Regions from separate parts of the Mus musculus genome. Here region 2 is linked to region 1. A link is a contact called in public Hi-C data. All regions are on one chromosome and are shown on one strand. Each heading gives the region's core, a stretch centred on a gene start, on an enhancer-like site or on the middle of the called end of the contact. The rest is flanking DNA. Distances are from core to core; before and after follow the strand shown.

Evidence for each region. Hi-C and Micro-C count contacts between places; a contact is called where the count stands out from the background.
Region 2: a Hi-C map of liver shows a contact between it and region 1, with 2.2 times the contacts expected there. The contact joins two enhancer-like sites. A contact is called at or near these places in 3 of 484 Hi-C or Micro-C datasets (the HPC-5 cell line, bone marrow-derived macrophages and liver), 1 of 115 datasets of contacts at active chromatin or transcription factors (embryonic stem cells) and 4 of 9 other capture datasets (adipose tissue, liver, macrophages and 1 more).

The regions. Positions count from the first base shown.
Region 1 is chr16:13,188,172-13,191,949 of GRCm38.p6, reverse strand. No RefSeq gene overlaps it. Among named protein-coding and RNA genes, the nearest start is that of Gm32596, 31 kb to the right of the region's middle. Within about 2 kb of position 2,044, at least 45 of the 459 cell types and tissues checked have an H3K27ac peak or open chromatin away from gene starts, as enhancers often do. A contact at or near this core is called in adipose tissue and liver, where this site is marked.
Region 2 is chr16:13,274,707-13,278,274 of GRCm38.p6, reverse strand. The region is part of intron 2 of Mrtfb (myocardin related transcription factor B); the gene reads right to left. Among named protein-coding and RNA genes, the nearest start is that of Mrtfb, 20 kb to the right of the region's middle. Within about 2 kb of position 1,879, at least 42 of the 459 cell types and tissues checked have an H3K27ac peak or open chromatin away from gene starts, as enhancers often do. A contact at or near this core is called in adipose tissue and liver, where this site is marked.

The DNA of each region.
Region 1 (3,778 bases), core at 795-3,294:
TAAACTCAACGTAGGCAACACATCGTTTCTGAACTCTGACTCTAGGACTGGCACATTTTAAGTATTTAATGTCTATTTGTTGACTAATGAATGAATAGTCATACCTGAATTGCCTTCTAAAAGTGTTCGGCATAGGACAATTTCTCTGTTTCTCATAGTTTTAAATTGCTGCATGCTAAAATGATGGGCACAGCGGCTGAGCGCTTGCTGCTTGCTTTCCCCGAGGACTAGAGTTCAGTCCTAGTACTTATGACTACTTATCCTCTGCAGCTCCAGTTTCAGCAGCCTCCAAGGACACCGACACAGTCATGCTCATGCACACATATACACTTAAAGCTTTAAAGTTAAGTTTTTCAGACTTTTTTAAAGTCTGAAAGTGGCAGTCACGCTGAATCAGAATAAGAAAACGTCCAGAAAGTCAACAGAAAGAATGGTTCACTCTGCACATTGCAGATCCATAAGTGAAGGTCAAAGTCTCAATGTGAAAAACACCCAGGTGGAGGCCCTGTTGTCTCTATGGCTACAAACTCAGCCAGAGACGTACTAGTCTGTGGCTGTCCTCAGGGCGACTGGGTAACACACCAGCTGTCACAGCTACCACTCTCTGTCCCCAGTAAATGAGTCAGCACCTGGGCTACTCCAGGGGACATAGCTGTTGTTCATTCTTTGGTCAGTCAACCATGCCCCATCTCTCAGTCAGGCTCTCCCATATAAATTCCCCATCATTTGTAATATCTTTATTTTTATGTGATTATTGGGTTATAACATCCACCTTCCTCACTGGACTCCAGACTTTTCAAGAGCAAGGACTGATTCTGCTACACTGAATTACCCGGGTCAATGTTCTACTGCTGTGAAGAGAAACCATGGCCATGGATGGCAGCTCTTATAGAAGAAAGCACTTAGCTGGCCTTGTTTACAGTTTCAGAGGTTTAGTCCTCCATTACCATAGAGAGGAGCATGGTGTCACACATGTCACCAACCCCATCATGGTAAACATGGGTACCGTGAACCTGAATTCATGTCCTCATGTTTTTGTGGCAAGCTCTTTACAGTCAGCCATTGCTCCGACCACCGTTGTGAGCATTTTTTGAATGAAAGACTGGATGTGACTGGAGCCCAGAGGCACCCATCCTAACTCATCTGCAAGAGACGAAGGACATTTACATTTTTCACTTAAAAACCAGCTTGTGTCACATCATCAGCTCTGGCACAGAGGAGAGGGTCAGCAGATAAGGAGAATAAACAAATGAAGTAACACTGTTCCTTCCCAGAGAGAAGGCGGTTAAGTTCACAGAGAGGGAGAATGACGGGAAGATCCGACGTGTCAGTGAACCCAGTCAAGTCCAAAGGTTCCATTCAGACCAAGCAGGTCTGGTTCTAGGGCCACTGAGCCACATGCCAGCAAACAGAGGCAGCTTCTAGCACAAACTGAACTAGTTTGCAGGGGACAATGCTTCTTTGGACTTTGGTGCAGAAAGTTCTGGGTCAGATACTTCAAGTTTAAGTGGGTCATGGCTTTATCAATACGCCAAAACAAAAAAACAAAACAAAACCATCCAGGGTTGTGGTTGTGTCTGCAAGATAACTGGGTCTTTGCTGCCAGTTTGGGAGGATGCTAAGAAGATTCGGATGTTTCTTCCTCGTCACCATATCCTCCTTCCTAGGTGTCCTGGCGGGGTTTCTCTGCACCTTACATTTCACCAAGACACTTGGTTTTTGTTGTTGTTGTTATTTGTTTTGTTTGTTTTGTTTTGTCAATCCCTGTGGGTGACAAGGAGATCACAGCCAATCTTTAAGCACCACTTGGAAACTAAATAACCCCAGCCCTCCTGAAACACACTGAGCACTAATCAGAAATCTGGGTGTGCAAATGTGTTTGGGTCTCAAGCCTCCCCAGCTAACAGAAGGGGCTGACCTCTGACCTACAGAATTCCTCCCCAAACCAGAGTAAAGGGGGAGGGGTTTCCCGAGTCCTAGGCTCTGGCCGGTTCCCAGAATGAGCTCATTGCTTATTCTTAGAGACCGAACTCTCATTAAACAAACAGCAACTATAAATAGAGTGGGGATCCGCTTGGTGTCACCAAAAGGTCCTCTCCGTGGGACAGACTCACTAAAAGGACGTGAGTCCTTTCTTAGGCTACCTGAGTGATACTAAGTGGGGAAGGGTTGCATTTTTTCTTTTCAAGTGTGATCCAGAGGTGAGCTAGACCCTGGGGTTTAACCTGGTTCCTTTGCCCACGATTCCCTCCTCCCCCGTGCACACACTGGCAGTCATAAGACAGCGAGAAGCTCAGCAGAGAAGGGAGATGCCACTCCTCCATCAACACTCCAGCAGGGCAGCTTCGGCAATTCCCTCTGGGAGTGGATCATGGTTCAGGCTGTTTGACAGTGTTCTGGCCTTTTAGATGATGAGATTGCTGAGTCTGAAAGGGAGCATTTCCTCCTGGCTCCCTTCCTGTTACCGAGCTCAGGAAGACATGGATGCCCGTGGCAGACTCTGGGCTAGGAAGTGAAAAGACCAGCGTAAGCCTGGTATTTATGAAAAGAAATAATATGGGGCTCATCTTCTAGTCCTCTTGTGGCTTTGGATCTAGCCACCCTGAGGCCTGCCTGATTGAGAGACAACCTAAGTAGGAGCAACTTGTTCTAACTGGACAGTCATCAGGCCATAGGGTAACAATACCCAATGCTTAAATAACAAGAGCTGTCCTTGATATAGCCTACAGACAAGGACTTTCATATATTACTAAGAGCTGTGTAAAAATCAATTTTGATTTTTCCCCTAACCCCCATGGGCTAGGGCCTATTGCTACCCCTAGAGGAAATGAAGGCATGAAGAAGTAACATACTTTGCACAGGGTAACACAGCCAGGGAAGATATAAACAACATCTACTCCTCCTACAAAGGTTGCAATGACAAGCTGAGGCACAATTCCACAAAAGTTCACTTCCTTACAGAGTAACAGGGAAGAGATTATGGGCAGGAGTGTGGCAGTGCTTAGAGCAGCCACACTGGAGGGTCTGCACACAGCAGGCATTATGACTCTCTAGTAGCCACACAGATGCAGGCCCTTCCCAGTCCTCAGTCTACATTCTCAAGCACCTCCTCCATGAGGTATCCTGAAATTAGGGCAGAATTGTATACAATTGGCTGGGAGAAGTGGCTGAAAGAGTGGTGGTCCTGTGACCCTCCTTGCCCTTCCTTCACAGAGACCACCAACACTCAACAAGCCCAAATGTGAAGATCTTTTGCTAGAGGGCTGAGTTTAACTGGCAAAACTGGTAACAGTTTGACTTGGAGGATAGACATGGACAACACAAGGCCATGTTATCTGAAAGGACTAGAGTGAAGACACTCCGAGCATCCCTCTCAGTCTGAACTGGAAGGAAGTGTCTCATTTACCCTGCTGCCCCAGGTAGAGCCTGCCTGGCTGAGAATGCCAAGCTGGGGAGCCTCTCAAGGCCTCACAGGCTGCAGGCTGCTCTGCTTTGGTGCCACACTGGTGGCGGGAAGGGGAGGGTTGGTTTTCCTTTACTGTTTAGGGCAGCTCAAGGTGGCAGCTTCACTAACTCACAGTAGAATATCCCCTACTTGTCATGAAAGATGGCAAAGCCCAACAAACAATACTTCCCTGCCTGTCCAGAGGGCTCAGCCAGCCTCCCTCCCTCCCAGCACTGCATTTACAGTGCTACATCCTCCTTTGGGGACAGAAGAGCTGGGTGACTATTGTCAGCATGTATCTGAGGCTTTGCTGGGTCCACGGGCCTGCTTTAT
Region 2 (3,568 bases), core at 630-3,129, 86 kb before region 1:
CCCAGATCTCCCAGGGACTAAACCATCAACCAAAGAGTACTTATGGAGAGACTCAAGGCTCCAGCTGCATATGTAGCAGAGGATGGCCTTGTGAGACATCAATGAGAGGAGAGGCCCTTGGTCCTGTGAAGGCTCGATGCCCCAGTGTAGGGGGATGCCAGCACAAGGAATCAGGAGTGGGTTAGTGAGCAGAGTGGCAGATGGGATGGGGGGTTTTTGGAGGGGAATGAGGAAAGGGAATATAATTTGAAATGTAAATAAAGAATACATCTAATAAAAAAAATGAAAAACAAAAAAGACTAAAAGGAAAAAGGACTGCTCCTAGCAAGGTGCTGACTGACAGCGGCCTGCAGCAGCTTAGTTCTAACATACATGATGTTCAGAATGTAAAAGCAAGCAGCTGCAGACACAGGGCCTACCATTTTCCTCCTTGGCATGTTAAGAAAAGAGCATGTGCTCATAGTATGCAAGTGTTCAGAGGGTCAAGTGTTCATAAGAGCCAAACATAGATACATCTTAACAGTAGTGAGCAGCCAGTAGGCCACAAAGCTGGCATACCCACACAGCACAATGGCACTGAAGGGGACAAGCACCAACACACCTGAAAAAAACAAAGCATCTCATGAAAGCAGCAAACAGGATTCTGTTAAGTAAATCTAAAGTTATAGAAATGACATCAGCAGATGCCTAGAGATAGGCAAAGGGCCATGAGAGTAGACTGCAGAGTGGCACCAAAAGCCTTAAGGGAGGACAGACATGTTCATCCTCCTTATCTATTGATGGTGCCTTTGGCATTTGAGTGTATTGGAACTGATTAAACCGAACATTTGAAATCATCAATTACAGTTCAAGATGACTATCAGAGGCTCAGTGATGAAGCCCAGCACAATGTAAAGCCGTGGGTTGAACCCCTATCACTAATTTTAAAAATATAAAGTAAATTTAAAAAGATTATAAGTTGGTGTGCTCAGTAGTTTCGTCAACTTGACACAACTGGCAGGACTCTGGGCAATCTGTGGGGCATTTTCCTGACTGTGACTGAAAGCATAGGCCCCATCTATTTGTGGCCAGCACTCCTGGGCAAGTGTCCTGAGTTGTGTAAGAAAGCAGGATTTGCAAACCTTGGAAAGCAAGCCTGTAAGCAGTGTCCCTCTTCTGTTCCTCCCTTAGCCCCTGCCCTAGCTTCCCTCAAGAAGGGGCTGTACAGTACAAGCTAAAACAAACACCCACCTTCCTCTTCCAGGTTGGTTTTGGTCAGTGTTTTATCACAACTCGTAAAACAGAAAGGAACTAGAACACTGGGCTAAAGCTTGGTGGGAGGGCCTGCCTAGCACACACAAGGCTGTGTCACATATCAACTGCCATTAAAAATAAAGAGGTGCTCACCATTAATCCCAGCCCAAAGCCAGCCTGGTCTACATAGCAAGTTCCAGGCCAGCCAAAGCTACACATTAACCCCATCACAGGATGAAGAAAAGGAAGAAAAGGAAAAAGAGAAAAGAAAAGATGAAAGGGAGAGGAAAGAAAGGGAAAAAAAGAAAGAGAGAAGGAAAGAAAGAAAAGGAGAGGAAGAGCAAGCTGCCTGAATTCTGCAGCTCTTTCAACAGCACACTGAGACTTTGGCTGTGGCAAAGGACTAATGTTACTGCCTTCAACACATCTTTCCTTTTGACCTTTGCTCTATATAAGCACAACTGTAAAAGTAAATGACTACTGGGTGGAAAAGTGAACTAACTGGTCTCCCTGGATTGCGCAGTGGTCTGCTGACTGGCTTTGAAGAAAGCCCGAATGTTTAGCTCAGCCATGAACACTGATTGCTCTGTCACTAGATACTGAAATCATTACTGCTACAACCTGTCCTAAAGTGGTTCATTAACTCAGGTAAACATTCACTACACATGCTCTTTGTGTCTGGCATTGTTGAAGTGCTGGACTTCATGCAGCAGGGCCAGGATCACATTCCAAAGCTCTTCTGCATCTTCTGTTGGATGGACTTAGCTACTGTACTAAGCACAAAGTGAAGGAAGACAGTGGAAAAATGCACAGTAGCCAGCCCAGGACAGTCACTCTTATAATGGAGCTAGCTGGCTCCAAAGAGGTCCTTCTTACTTGGACTTGGAAAGGGTATGGAAGGGTAACAAGGACTAGACCCAAAGGTTGTAAACTAGTAATAACTGAAATTTTCAAGTAAATTCTTAGCGACTATATCAAAGATAATACTCCATACCATAACTTTTCATTTCTGTTTTCAGGGGGTCTATTTGTATATTTTCTGTTCCAAACAGGTTCTTGCCCTGGCTAGGCTGGTACTCATAATGTAACCTAGGCTAACATTGAGGAGCAGTTGACAGGCAGCCTTTTAGCCCCTGAGTACTGGGATTACAGATATGGACTTAAGTCCTTGGACTTAAAAAACTGTTCTCCATTCCTGGCTTTAGAGACTCCTATGCTCTGGACCTCGTGTGAGAACTGCATCATACAGAAGGCACATGTGCTTTATTTAGTATTCAGCAAAGCCCAGAAGACACACATCTTCCAACTGAGCAAGAACATCCATTTGAAAACTACTCTTTTCTGTTCCTTGCATTGATGATATTTCTGGCTTTTTCTCTAAGAGAACTCACTGAATGGATGCCTGGAGTACATGCTACTGTTAAGAGTTTCAGGTTCCCTTGGGAAAGTTTCTTCTCTTATAAGTAAATGTTTTCAGTTACCTCTGAAATACCATGTTCTATCTTCTCAAAGGAATAACCTTACAAACAGCAAGTTTTCAGTGGTTTTTGCCCAACAGAAGGATTCTCTATAGTATGTTAAATGCACCATGCCCTAAACCAGCCCCACGTTATCCTCCTGCTCACTTGCCATCTCCACTATCAAATAGTCTTAATATATATTTTACTTTGAAAGGAAATACTGTTCCATGGCATGGCCAACATCTGCTGTCAGCTACTGATCATTTGGCCCTTCAAACGCTATAGTTCCATCATCCTCACTATGCTAGGGAACATTCCGATGGTGGTAACCATGTCACAAGCACAGAGCTACTTCTCATTACTAACAGCTCAGAGGACACCTTGGACTGTGTGACAGAGAGGCTCCCAGGCTAGGTGTAGCCACACCTGCTGAGAATGTGGGCTCACCTCACCATGTACATCTACAGTTTAATTGTTATCAGTGGGGCCAATATTCTGAAATTTCCCTTAATCTTAGAAGACAGGTAATGACAACAAGGCTGGCTGCACACCTCACTCCAAGTTCTAAGTATCTGGAAGCACACAGCCTATACTACTATATGCAATGAAGCCAGGTCTTTCTGGTAGGTTGGCTCAATGGATACAATGTTTGCTATAAAAGCATGAGGCCCTGACTTTGATGCCCAGCACCTCCACCACCTCCCTGAACATGCCCCTTCCCCTACAAAAACTCAGCTGAGCATGGAGCTGGAGAGGTGGCTCAATGGTAAAGAACACTCACTGCTTTTGGCAGAGATCTGGGTCACAAGCAACTGCAGCTCCTGTTGTAGGGGATCTGATACTCTCTTCTGGTCTCCATAGGTTCCTACACTCAG